2 separate regions of the Mus musculus genome follow, and region 1 is linked to region 2. A link is a contact called in public Hi-C data. All regions are on one chromosome and are shown on one strand. The core of a region is the stretch at or near the end of the contact, and the rest is flanking DNA. Distances in the headings are between cores, read along the strand shown.

Evidence for each region. Hi-C and Micro-C count contacts between places; a contact is called where the count stands out from the background.
Region 1: a contact with region 2 is called in a Hi-C map of the N1E-115 cell line, with 7 times the contacts expected there. The contact joins two enhancer-like sites. A contact is called at or near these places in 17 of 484 Hi-C or Micro-C datasets (the N1E-115 cell line, adipose-derived mesenchymal stem cells, cerebellum and 7 more), 1 of 115 datasets of contacts at active chromatin or transcription factors (embryonic limb bud) and 3 of 9 other capture datasets (adipose tissue, embryonic stem cells and liver).

What each region holds. Positions count from the first base shown.
Region 1 is chr7:107,524,447-107,529,688 of GRCm38.p6, reverse strand. All of the region lies in intron 6 of Syt9 (synaptotagmin IX), which reads right to left. Among named protein-coding and RNA genes, the nearest start is that of Olfml1, 40 kb to the left of the region's middle. Within about 2 kb of position 1,333, at least 3 of the 459 cell types and tissues checked have an H3K27ac peak or open chromatin away from gene starts, as enhancers often do. A contact at or near this core is called in the N1E-115 cell line, where this site is marked.
Region 2 is chr7:107,743,784-107,749,665 of GRCm38.p6, reverse strand. It overlaps Cyb5r2 (cytochrome b5 reductase 2), which reads left to right. Exons shown (of 9, transcript NM_177216.4): 9 at 1-1,211. Ppfibp2 (PTPRF interacting protein, binding protein 2 (liprin beta 2)) reads right to left here. Exons shown (of 25, transcript NM_008905.2): 25 at 4,769-5,489. The coding sequence ends at 5,295. Among named protein-coding and RNA genes, the nearest start is that of Cyb5r2, 11 kb to the left of the region's middle. Within about 2 kb of position 1,480, at least 5 of the 459 cell types and tissues checked have an H3K27ac peak or open chromatin away from gene starts, as enhancers often do. A contact at or near this core is called in the N1E-115 cell line, where this site is marked.

The sequences.
Region 1 (5,242 bases), core at 84-2,583, 220 kb after region 2:
GGTAAGAATAAACAATGGGGCACGGTCATGTTTGACTGTTAACCCTTCAAAGCTGGTGTGAGAGCAATGTAAGATAGCAGGCTGGTGGAGCTGGCAGTGCCCCAAGCTCCTGGAAAAGTATCAGGGCACGGTTTGATGGGCAGCTGGGTCAGGGGATAAGGGGTTCCTTAGGGTTAGTATTTCTGTGATTAGACAGCATGTAAGAACAATTTGGGGAGGGCAGGGTTTATTTCATTCACATTTCCATATAACAGTTTATCATCTAAAGCAGTTAGGGCAAGAACCTGGAGGCAGGAGCTGATGCAGTAGCCACGGGAGAAGTGTTGCTTACTGACTCTCATGGCGTACTCACTCTGCTGTCTTATAGAATCCAGAACTATCGGCCCAGGGGTGAGATCACCCACCTCAATCACTAATTAAGAAAATGCCCTACAGGCTTGCCTGTAGCCTAATCTAATAGAGATATTTTTTCAGTTTTGGTTCCCTCCTCTCAGATTATTCTAGACTCTGTCAAGTTGACATAAAATTACCCAGGACAGGGGTATAGGGTAAGACAGAGAGGCTTTCAGGTGGGTTACCTTGAGGAAGGTAAGGACCAAGAGGTTAGAGGCTGTGAAGTCCAAGGCTAGATGTTGAGGCCCAAAGCATTATCCCAGGGTCAATACCAGTCCATCATCCCAAGTGCTCTCAGAGCCTGGAATAATATTTTTAGACCCTCCTATTCTCCACCTGCTTCCCTCCTTCCCTGTGCATACTAATATACCAAATAACACTGACTATTAAAACCTACATAGCATCCAGTAAATACCAGGCCCTGTGCTAAACATATTACATTCATTGTCTCATGTAAGATTGGCAACAGCCCTCCCTATTTGGTAGGATCTATATTTGTGTACTTGAAAAGTTGACTAATCTGGCTTAAATAAATTTTAACAACCTGTTCAGAGACACACAGCTCAGAAAAGTCAAAGTACAAATTCAGTGGTCAGACTCTGGAGCCCTGAACTTCCAATGAGAAAAGACCCACTCCTGAGTTTGAGTGAATGGAGAGTTGTAGCCCAGGGCAAACCCATCTTAGCTCAGTCCTCTATGTAGCACAGGCCTCCAGAGGGGCAGTCACCACAGGCTAGGAGACACTGGCTCTGCCTTCATAGAGATAACATGCCCAGGGGCCTGTGTGGGCTATGGAAATTGAGCAATTTTTCACTTAAAATCATCTGAAAACAAACTTCAATGTCTTCAAAATTATATATTCACAGAACATTCCTAGACTCTGGGATAGGATTAGATGGTAATGATTTAATTGATGGTTAAGTGTGTAGATAAAATGAGTGTGCTGAATTCTTCCCGTAATTATCTCTCAGAGGAGCCCTGGCAGCTGTAATTACTGTCTGAGGCCAAAATTATAAACCAGCTGTAGTTTTAAGCAAAATATGTTACAGCCTCTGCTGGATCTTTAAGTCGGTCACCACCAGCTCAGGCATCCCTGTAGGGCCAGTCTACGAGGGAGCAGAGCCTTGCTTGGGGAGGGCAGGTATTCTCATTGAGTGTTCCTGAATCCTTGCCCATTGCTGTCTTTGTGCGCTGCACTGCTCGCTCTTCCTTGCTACAGGAAATCTTTCCTCCTGTTCGTTCTGTTGCCAGGACAAGTTTTCAGATCAGTTAGCAGGTACCGACTCTGTGCCCTAGAGGCTAGACAGTAGACTCAGCTGGGGCACTCCTAAGTCAACTCTGTTGTGCTGGAGCTCCTACATCCAGGAAGATCTGTGGCATCATGACAGTTCCGGGTCTGCACCTCACTGGGGACCCACAGGCCAACTTATATTCTCCATCAACTCTTGCCACAATAGACAGGAATGACTGACTGCCTCCACCAACCTGGTTAGTCTAATCGTGACCAAGGATTCTTCAAGAGCTCAGTTCTTGTATGATAGTTATGCAAACCATTATATGTTCATTCAACACCAACCATAAAAACCTGGAGATGAATGGAAATGAGGGAATTCCTCTGGAAGTTGATATTTGTTCATTATTTTGTAGATTCTCACTATTTTATGCCTAAAATCTTCATTAAAAAAAAAAAAACCCAGTCCTTGACATTGACTTTCCACTGTGAATGCATAATGGGACACCATGAGCATCTTCTAGGGTGGTATATGACACCACAACTGCTCTCTTCCTCGTTAGCATTTTAAGAATTGTTTTGATGTATAAAACAATGTTCTAGGTGCTACAGGAAAGGTAAGAAATGCCATGATATACAGAGCAGACACAGCCCTTATTACCACACTTCTGTGGCTTTTGGGTGATCCTGGACTTGACTTTGAACTCAGCAACAATCAAATCTGTGACATCAGGAGCTGCATCCAGAGGTGGACAGTTCAGGGTTAAGTGGACATGCTACAGTTGAAGAAGTTTGAGCCACTGACTTAATAGCTGAGCTGGCCAGAGACACGTATCCCTGTCATCCCTCCAGCCTCTCAGCTGTTCAGCATTCCTGGGGTGATTTCCATGTTTACAGGTTGTGCTTCTCTGTGATTCATTCATAGTGTGCCCCAAAATATGGGTCACGAGTTCTATCCTGGGCACATGGAACTCTTGCTAGGTATGAATCACACAGAACACAGCACCAGGTGACATCAGAACTGTTATTAAACAAACTATGTCTACTTAGCTATGGGGATGAAATGAGCATTTGCCTTAGTTTGGCAAAGTGTTAGGCACCTGTTCACAAATATTTTGTTTTATTCAAAAGAATAAGTCTTAAAATGTTATGGAGGATGAAGGCAGCTACAATGGATTAATCACTGCCTAGGCAAAGGAAAGGGACTTCCAACTCTACCCTCAGAGGGGAAGAGAGGTCAATTGAAAGTGTTCTCCTTTAAGTGAGGATGTTGGAGAGTGGAATGGTGAGATTCTACAAAACAATGAACAATCTCAGCTTCTAGGAGTACCCCAGCAGGATCATGCTACCCACTCTGTCTCCTCTTGTCCAGCCATTTTCTCTTGGGAGGTAGTAGAAACCCCTCATTCATATTGGGTTACATATTTGTTTCTCAGTGTATGAACCTTGTTTGGAATTTTGTTTTGTTTGAAACCCCACAGATTTATCAGCAGAATGCATCCATAAGCTCCTGATGAGGTAGGTGCATTGGTATCAATGGCCATGGGAGGGCAGCAAAGAGTAGCAGAGTAATGATAGCTGATCTCCAGCCCTCTGCCCTCTCCTTCCAGCTACGGGGGAAGAGATGCTTGGCAGTGGTACAAATGTCCCACAACCCACACTGACCATTGCAAACACTGAGGGTAGTGGGACTGGAGAAAATTCCTGACAAATGTCTGTTGAATCTTAGTGTTATAAAGGAGGGAAACTGAGTAAAAGCTGGAGAAGCCAGAGTCCAGCTTTATGCAAAGAATTGAAAGCCAGGATTCCGCATGAGGTAGGTTTAATATGACTGTGTTGATTCTCTTCCTAAGTAGACCATGGGCAAATATAGGGATTGAAAAATAAAATAAAATAAAATAAAAAAGCTCCTTAGCCTCCATTTTCACCAGAGAAAAGAGTATTGACAGCCATATGCAAGATGTGACAGGCTGCAGTGGGGCAATGGCCATTAAAGGTCTCTAGACAGACCATCTCTTGTCTGGAAAGGTTCCTTGGGACCTACTGGTATGGGAAGGGCATGGATCTGTTCTTGACTTGCTGCTATGTGGCACCATGCTGGCTTGAGCCTTTCTGAATCCTAAGATGGAGTCTTGAGTTGAGGGTAAACTTTGAGTGGACAGGGAGATGCAGCAGGAAGGTTGGCCAGGTCTTGCTAGGGAAGGAGATGGTGCTTTTCATGGTGTCTCAGAGACAATTCATCTTTAAAGTGAGACATCTTTTGTGCACATTGTTTCAATATCCAGCTAATGTATGGCCATGAAATGTAAGTGGAAAGACTGACAGGGGTCTGAGGAAATCTTCCCTTGTTTCCTAAGTGAGAGTTACAAGAAATATAGTTTTACCATTTCCTCTGGACTTAATGTCTAAAGTCTGATGTCACTTGTCTGAAGATGAAACAAAGGAAAGATGTCCACTATCTTGGCATCATCCTTAGCTGCTGAATCTCCAATCCCTATCTCTTATCCTCTCTAGACTCTATGGCCAGATAACACATAGTTTCCTTGCAAAATCTATTGAGTTATAGAATTTCTGTTGTTTACATCAAAAGTAATCTAGTGACTATCTCATAGCAAAGCCAAGTTGAGGACTTGTCAGATACTGTCTCCTTAACAAAATAAAACTGCCAGAAGTGTGTCCTCACGACTAGACGGGCCTCTGCACTAGGGTGATGGTTAACTTTGTGAGCCTCAGTCTTTTACTGGATATTCCCTTATGGATAATTTCTGCTCAGCTCCACACTTTTCAAGTTTTCAACCTTCAAGCTTTCCAGGAAGACACTGCCCATTTATATACTTGGGATTCTAAGTGGTCTGTTGACCTGCCAGTGATGCCCACAAGGCTGTAGCTCTACCCAGGGACATTCTGCTAACACCCGTGAAGGGTGCATTCACATACATTTCGAACAGCTGAGCTTTTCGTCTTATCTCTTGTGATTTACTAGACACTTTCTTTCTTCCTTCCTTCCTTTCTTTCTTTCTTTCTTTCTTTCTTTCTTTCTTTCTTTCTTTCTTTCTTTCTTTCTTTCTCTTTCCTTCCTTCCTTCCTTCTTTTCTCTCTTTCTTTCTCTCTTTCTTTCTTTTCCCTCCTCCTCCTCCTCCTCCTCCTCCTCCTCCTCCTCTTCTTCTTCTTCTTCTTCTTTTTTTTTTTGAGACAGGGTTTCTCTGTATAGCCCTGGCTGTCCTCGAACTCAGAATACTGGACACTTCTTGTTTTAATATTCTTTTCCCTCCATATCCAACTGAATGCCATTCATATCAAATAGTATCACAGGTTATTTGATTCTGTTGGCTCCCTACCTTCTGATTTTAATCCCCACCTTCAGGTTTTAATATTGATGAAGTTAGCTAACCAGTCTTTGAGAAATACAGCCGCATGTCTGGTGGAATCTCTTCTGCTTCCACCAGAAGGAAAGCTTCTGTCCATGATTGTTTTATGTTTATGTTATGTTATTAATTATGTGTGTACTTGTATGTGTGCCTACAGCCTTGTAGGAATCACGGGTGTCTAAGCAGGCTGGTCAGTAGACCACTTAGAAGCACATGCATATGAATGGGCAGTGCATTTCTGGATGATCTA
Region 2 (5,882 bases), core at 231-2,730:
GTGGGCTCCAGGAATCCCTTTCTGACTCCCTGCATTTTGTACAGCAGATGGCAACATTGGGGATATTTATATTTTAGTATCCTCCACCTTGGCACTGTGTCAAAGTTGGCATGGTTAAGTTTCTTCATTTCCCATTTCCCAGAAGCTGTGCTTCAAATCCCATCATTCAAACCAGACGATACAGGGACCACTATTGCCACCTGCAGGTCAAAGTAAGAATAACATACTGGTGCTCTGCTACTGCAGGGGTTAAAGCTCACCCCAACTCCATTCCTTATAATCTTCCTAATGGGCCAGAGGTTCTGCGGAGCTTTTGTTCTCTAAGTCACACAGGAGGAAACAGACAGCGTTAGTCATGCATTTCCCCAGCCATTCAGACAGTGGGTGGCAGAGTTGTCTTTAAACCTGGATCTGTTTAATTTTATGTCCTTTCGGAAGAACTGGCAAAGTAGCTGCAGTGTTAGCACTTGCTGCAGGATTTGCTACTCAATGTGCGTGTGTGTGTGTGTGTGTGTGCATACGGGAGGGTGGGGGGTACAAGAAAAAAAAAAAGAGAGGAATGGGGTTCCCTGGAGCTCTGCTATATCCTTGAATCTCACCCACAGGGGACCAAACTCCGTCTCAAACAGGCCAGGGAGGGACACTCCCACGTTCATTCACCCAATTGTACTCAGTGTATTCTTTCATAATGACCTCCTCGGGGAAAGACACAACGGCTCACTCTCTGCTACATTGCCCCGCTTAGCCTTGAACTCACTCTGTAGCTCAAGTCATCTGTGAACCCCACAACCCTTCTATCTCAGCTTTCCAACTAATAATAACTAGGATTACAAGCATGTGCCACCAGGGTCAGCTGCAAAGCCTTTCACCACTGGACTCATTCCACATCATTGGATCTTTCATTCCGTAGACCTTCTGGTGATTTCACTCGTCACTGGACAAAGCCTGGAGATGCTTTTGGCTTTCCTAGCTAGAGGAGGTGCCAATGACATCTGCACGGAAGACCAAGGATAGTGGTGACTGGCAACTTGATTAAAAGCAGTACACTTGGAACTCACTTAGGCCACACAGACTACAGCAGCTCAGCTGGTTTGTGTATCGGGTACACATGTGCATATAACCTTAAAGTGAACTGTGAACATCTCAGAGGCATACAATGCTGAAGGGCAAAGTGGATTTGGAACCAAAAGAAAGAATAAAGGAAGTGAAGCAAACACAAATCGGTGGACTCACAAAGGTTGGCATGATGGTGGAAAGGTGGCATTCAAAGGAATTCAAAGCAGAAATGTGACTAGGTGACAGAAGTGGAGAATGGTTGGCAGGGATCATCTAGGAAAGTGAGGGACCAAGTAGAAAACCAGGAGCAGCGATCAGACAGCAAGGCTGGAACTAGAACAGTCATGGCCTGGGAGGGAACTGGCTTGTATGAGACACAACAGGAAAAAACAATGAAGTTTGAGTTTAGAGACAGTCCACTAGGGGGCGGTGTTTGACCAGACACTGTACTTGAGGCAGGTGAGGGGGAAATGTGTGTCTTGGAATGAGGGTAGATGAAAGCTGTTGGGGGATCAAGAGGAGAGTCCTGATTCACAGGCCCAGGCTTCTGGAAGTGGACATGCATACTTCTATGAAGCTGCCCCAGAGGGTCCACTACCCCTCCCCCAAATCATTTCACTCAGCCACTGCAGGACACACAGAACAGCTTATACAACCTTTCCCCACCTCCAATCACAGGCTTTCATGAACTAACAGCTCATTGTCTTTGTTCTGCATTTACCACCTCACCTTCACCTCTGCAGGATCAGCTGCAGTTGGCATATAAAAGTACAAAAGGTAGAAAAGTTGCAGTGGAAAGCAAGCGCTGACAACACAGGGAAACGCGGGGACACGACTGGACACCTGTCCCACCCCTCTGCTTTTGCTCCGGTCAACGCCTACATCCAAAGAGGCCCATAAGCTCCATCTCTTGGTGGCTCTGTGCCAACTCCCCATTGAGGTGAACATTGGGGCTCCACGTGTGCCTCTCTAGGCTCTCAGCCATGAAGAATGTCATCTGTAGTCACCAGCATCAGGGACAGCCAGGCGGGTCATTCAGGAGTTGGTCCTGGCTCAGTAGAGTCTGTAAGAACACAGCCAAAGGGGCAGTTTAACAATCCATAGGCCAAGGCTACGGCATCTTCACAAGAAACAGAGCCCAGGAGTGGCCCATATCCAGCATCACTGACCTACAAAGCTATGGTATCCCAAGGAGCCTGTGCACTAAGTGTTGGACAGACAGTAATGTTAAGATAAAAATGGGCTGAGGTCAAAGCCTGGTATACACAAGTGCTTGTCTTTCTTGCACAGTTTCTTAGGTTCAGTCCCTACCACCACCACCCATACATAGGTACACATAAAACTAAGCCTTTCACCTTAGAGGTAGACTTACTATTTCAAGACCACCAAACATTTGTTAGAGATCACGGGCCAAGATTGTACAGAGATATTTCCCTGTGTGAGCCAAAAGACAAAGTCTGTGTGGCACTGACATAAGGAACTCTTCTACTTTGCCTTTAGACGGTTTTCTAACTGTGGGTAGCCATTTCTTGCTACCGCTGGTTTTCCCATGTGATTTATAAGAGGGCTATCATTGGCCCTGCTTTATTAGGGCTAAATAGTATTGGATATCTGAAAGTAACGAACGCCAGTCTCAGAGGGACAACAACACACCTGAGCTCCTAGAGCTACTAAAAGGCAAATAAGGACCTGAGTCACTCCTACCTTCCCCAAAACGTCTTCACTTGGGACCAAGCTGCCACCCCAGGGAAAGAGCATGATTTGTATTCTTGGGCATGGCAGGCTCCCCTAACTTGCAGGGTATATCTATGATATCAGAGGAGCCATAGGAATGCATGTTCTTCTGTGCCAAGAAGGCAGCACAGGATTCACTGGTCAGAAGTGAATCTGAGCTTGGTCTGGCTGCATGGGTGACCCAGAACTACTTGGGTACCATCATATCATTACCAGCTGAGACCAGGGAAAGGCTCCAGCATCCAGTATGTTTAGGCCAACTCTGCAGAAGGCCTGTGAGCCTGCAATGCCCTGCAGTGTGCCTCAGGGCTGGCTCAGGTTATGATCCACTATCAAGCAGCATCATTTCCTCTCCTGTGGCCATGAACACCACAACACCCCACACCAAGCTCACGGGGCCTTACTAACCATGCCACCAGGAGGGGAGTCGGAATCCTACCGTGAGGCGGTGGATGTCTTGGGAGAGGAGCCCTATCTGTGTCACAGTGCCTTCGGAAGGTGCCATCTGTAAAACGGGCAGCAGCCTAGTCAGCACACGGGTGAAGTCCATGCTTTACAGAGACAGTGGCATGCAAAGCCCCCTCTGCCCAGGTGCATCCCCTCCAGGCCATATTTCCCTGGAGGGTGGACACGGTGTGTTCTAGGCCCTGAGAAGTGTCAGCTGGTGAGACCCATGCAGTTTCGGTTCCTGCACTGCATGCACACCCACTCTGCCGAAAGCCACACTCAGCAACTAGCACTCAGTGTAGAGATGCAGGCCATAGACAGAGCCTGTCCAGCAGTCTCTTGCACGTGTCCAGTGGTCCATCTATTTCCAGAAACAGAGAGCAACAGAGATGAAAGCCTCCAGGTTACTGGACAGGAGGGTGATTTCCAGGCACAGGAGCCCAGATAGCATTGCTGTGGTGTAAGAGGGCATCTTCAGGAGGCTGCAGTCTCTTCGTGACACAGGAGTCTCCTTCTTCTGCCTTCCTTCTCCCTCCCTCCTCGGGTACTGCTGGCCTACACCGTCTTCCTTGTCTGGAAGCTGTAGACATGGAGGTACCAAGGGCAACCTCTTGCAGAAGAAAAAACTGATCCACTAAGGGAATGAGAGTCTCGTGAGGCCACACAGATTCAGCAGCAATACAAGCCCATGCAAGGACTGAAAACAGGTGCATGCGGCCCCTTACTGGGACATAGCTAACAGGACACAAAACCTAGCCTGACCTACTCTACAATAGCGTTAGCCACTGGGTACCAGAACTAAACACTAGTGTTGCCCAACCTGGCAAGCTTGTGCCCACTTCTCTTACTAGCTGGACTTCAGAGGAGGTAGCAGTCTTAAGTAACAGACCATGGCTGAGCCTTCTGTATGTATTAAGAACCAAAATGCTAAACATCACCTAAATCTGAGGTCAAATCAGAATGTCATAATGGGGCCATCACTCCTGCCCGCCCTACCAGATGGATAAAGCACTGCTGTTATTGAAGCCCACTGGACCCAGGAGTCAAATGTTGGCCAGTCCCAAGCTGGAATTTCCTGAGCAGAAGCTCGGACTGGCAGAGTACACATCTCTCCCTGGTCATTGTCTGGCCAGACACAGGCCATCTGGTGAGACCATTACCAGCTAGTCTGTGTCTAAAGCAAGAGACCAGCTCTGTTTCTACTCTTCCAGGAAACAGAAGTGGGCAAGATGTGAAAAGCAGAGCTTGCCAGAAAGGCTGCCTGTTCATCACCCCACCCTTCACTCTAAGGCTCATGCTGCTGAAATAGAAAACTAAATAGGGTCTGTGTGACAGATGTAACCTCTAGCCAGGGTGTGTGTGACACCCTGGCTGCTTCTATGCTTCACAGAGGGATATGAGGCCCAAGGCAATAGGGCCACCGGCATCCTCTGACAGATGTTCCATCTCCTTGATTGAATCCTAAATTACAGGCCCTTAAGCAGACAAGTGGATATCACCCTCCCTCCAGTCCCCAACAAAATTAAAAATGTTTCACACTTTCTACATAAATATTGTTTTTATTATCAGAAACAAGTGGCCACTCTATAGTAAGGTACAATCAAATTACATTGTCACTATGGTCCAAACATCCGCTGTTGGCACTTTGATCTCAGCCAAGACTTTGTGGCTCACAAACCTAAGGCACTTGAATTCTTCCCTCGACTGAAGAATAGGGGCAGCGTCTGAGAACTGAACCTTTTGCGATTACCCAGGGCCTGCCCTCTGCTCATGTGTTTCAAGCTGAAACATGGATACTATGAATTACTAAACATCTACTAATGTCTGCAGGTGTTTTCCCAGAGTCCACATTTGGCTATAGTTCCCCAAAGTCTGTCCCCTTTGTGGCTGTATAACTGCATATTCTGACCATCCTTAAAGTGTGTAGTGAGACCAGCCCAAAGACACAATTGTTTTCTGTAGATCATGCAAAAGGACGAGGGTGAAGTGCAGTTACGTGGTGACACACAGTGTTACTGTGAGCTCTCCGTGCACAGAGAAGGCAGATAACAGGGTCATCAGCTTATCTGTCCCACCTGGTCCAAACCATCTAGTTCATGGTTGTCAAGGGGACTGAGGCCCCGGTAGACTCCGTAGACCCTGTGGCTGTCACTGACAGCATCTCCAGGCTCCATGGGGCAAATGTAATCTGTAGATTCATCAAACTTCTTTTTTCTCATGTTTCCAAAATGTGAAAATCCAAGTTTCCTAGGCTGAAACAGCAAATGCAAGATGATGAGAAGGAGTCCAGGGTCAGGGTGCAGATGCAACTTACAGTGTACTTGGGAGCTAGCTCAGGAGGAAAGAAATCAAAGTGGTGTGGGAAGCAGGACTCCCAGTTGTATGCTGAAGCAAGGCCGGCAGATGAATAACCTTGAACACAGAGCTGTTCCTCTGAGGCTGTGCCTAAAACTCAGCCCCACTCCCCCCACCCCCAAGAAACTTCCTATTTCCCAAGGTAGACTGAGGGGTGCCCTGGAATGCTACTGTCTGCTCTTGAAGTCAAGCACAGGGGGCCTGTCTCACCACAGCTGCTGGCACATGCATGAGTGAGGGGTGCCCAGAGCCATAAGGATATCCAGACCCTGGAAGGACCTGGGCTGGCC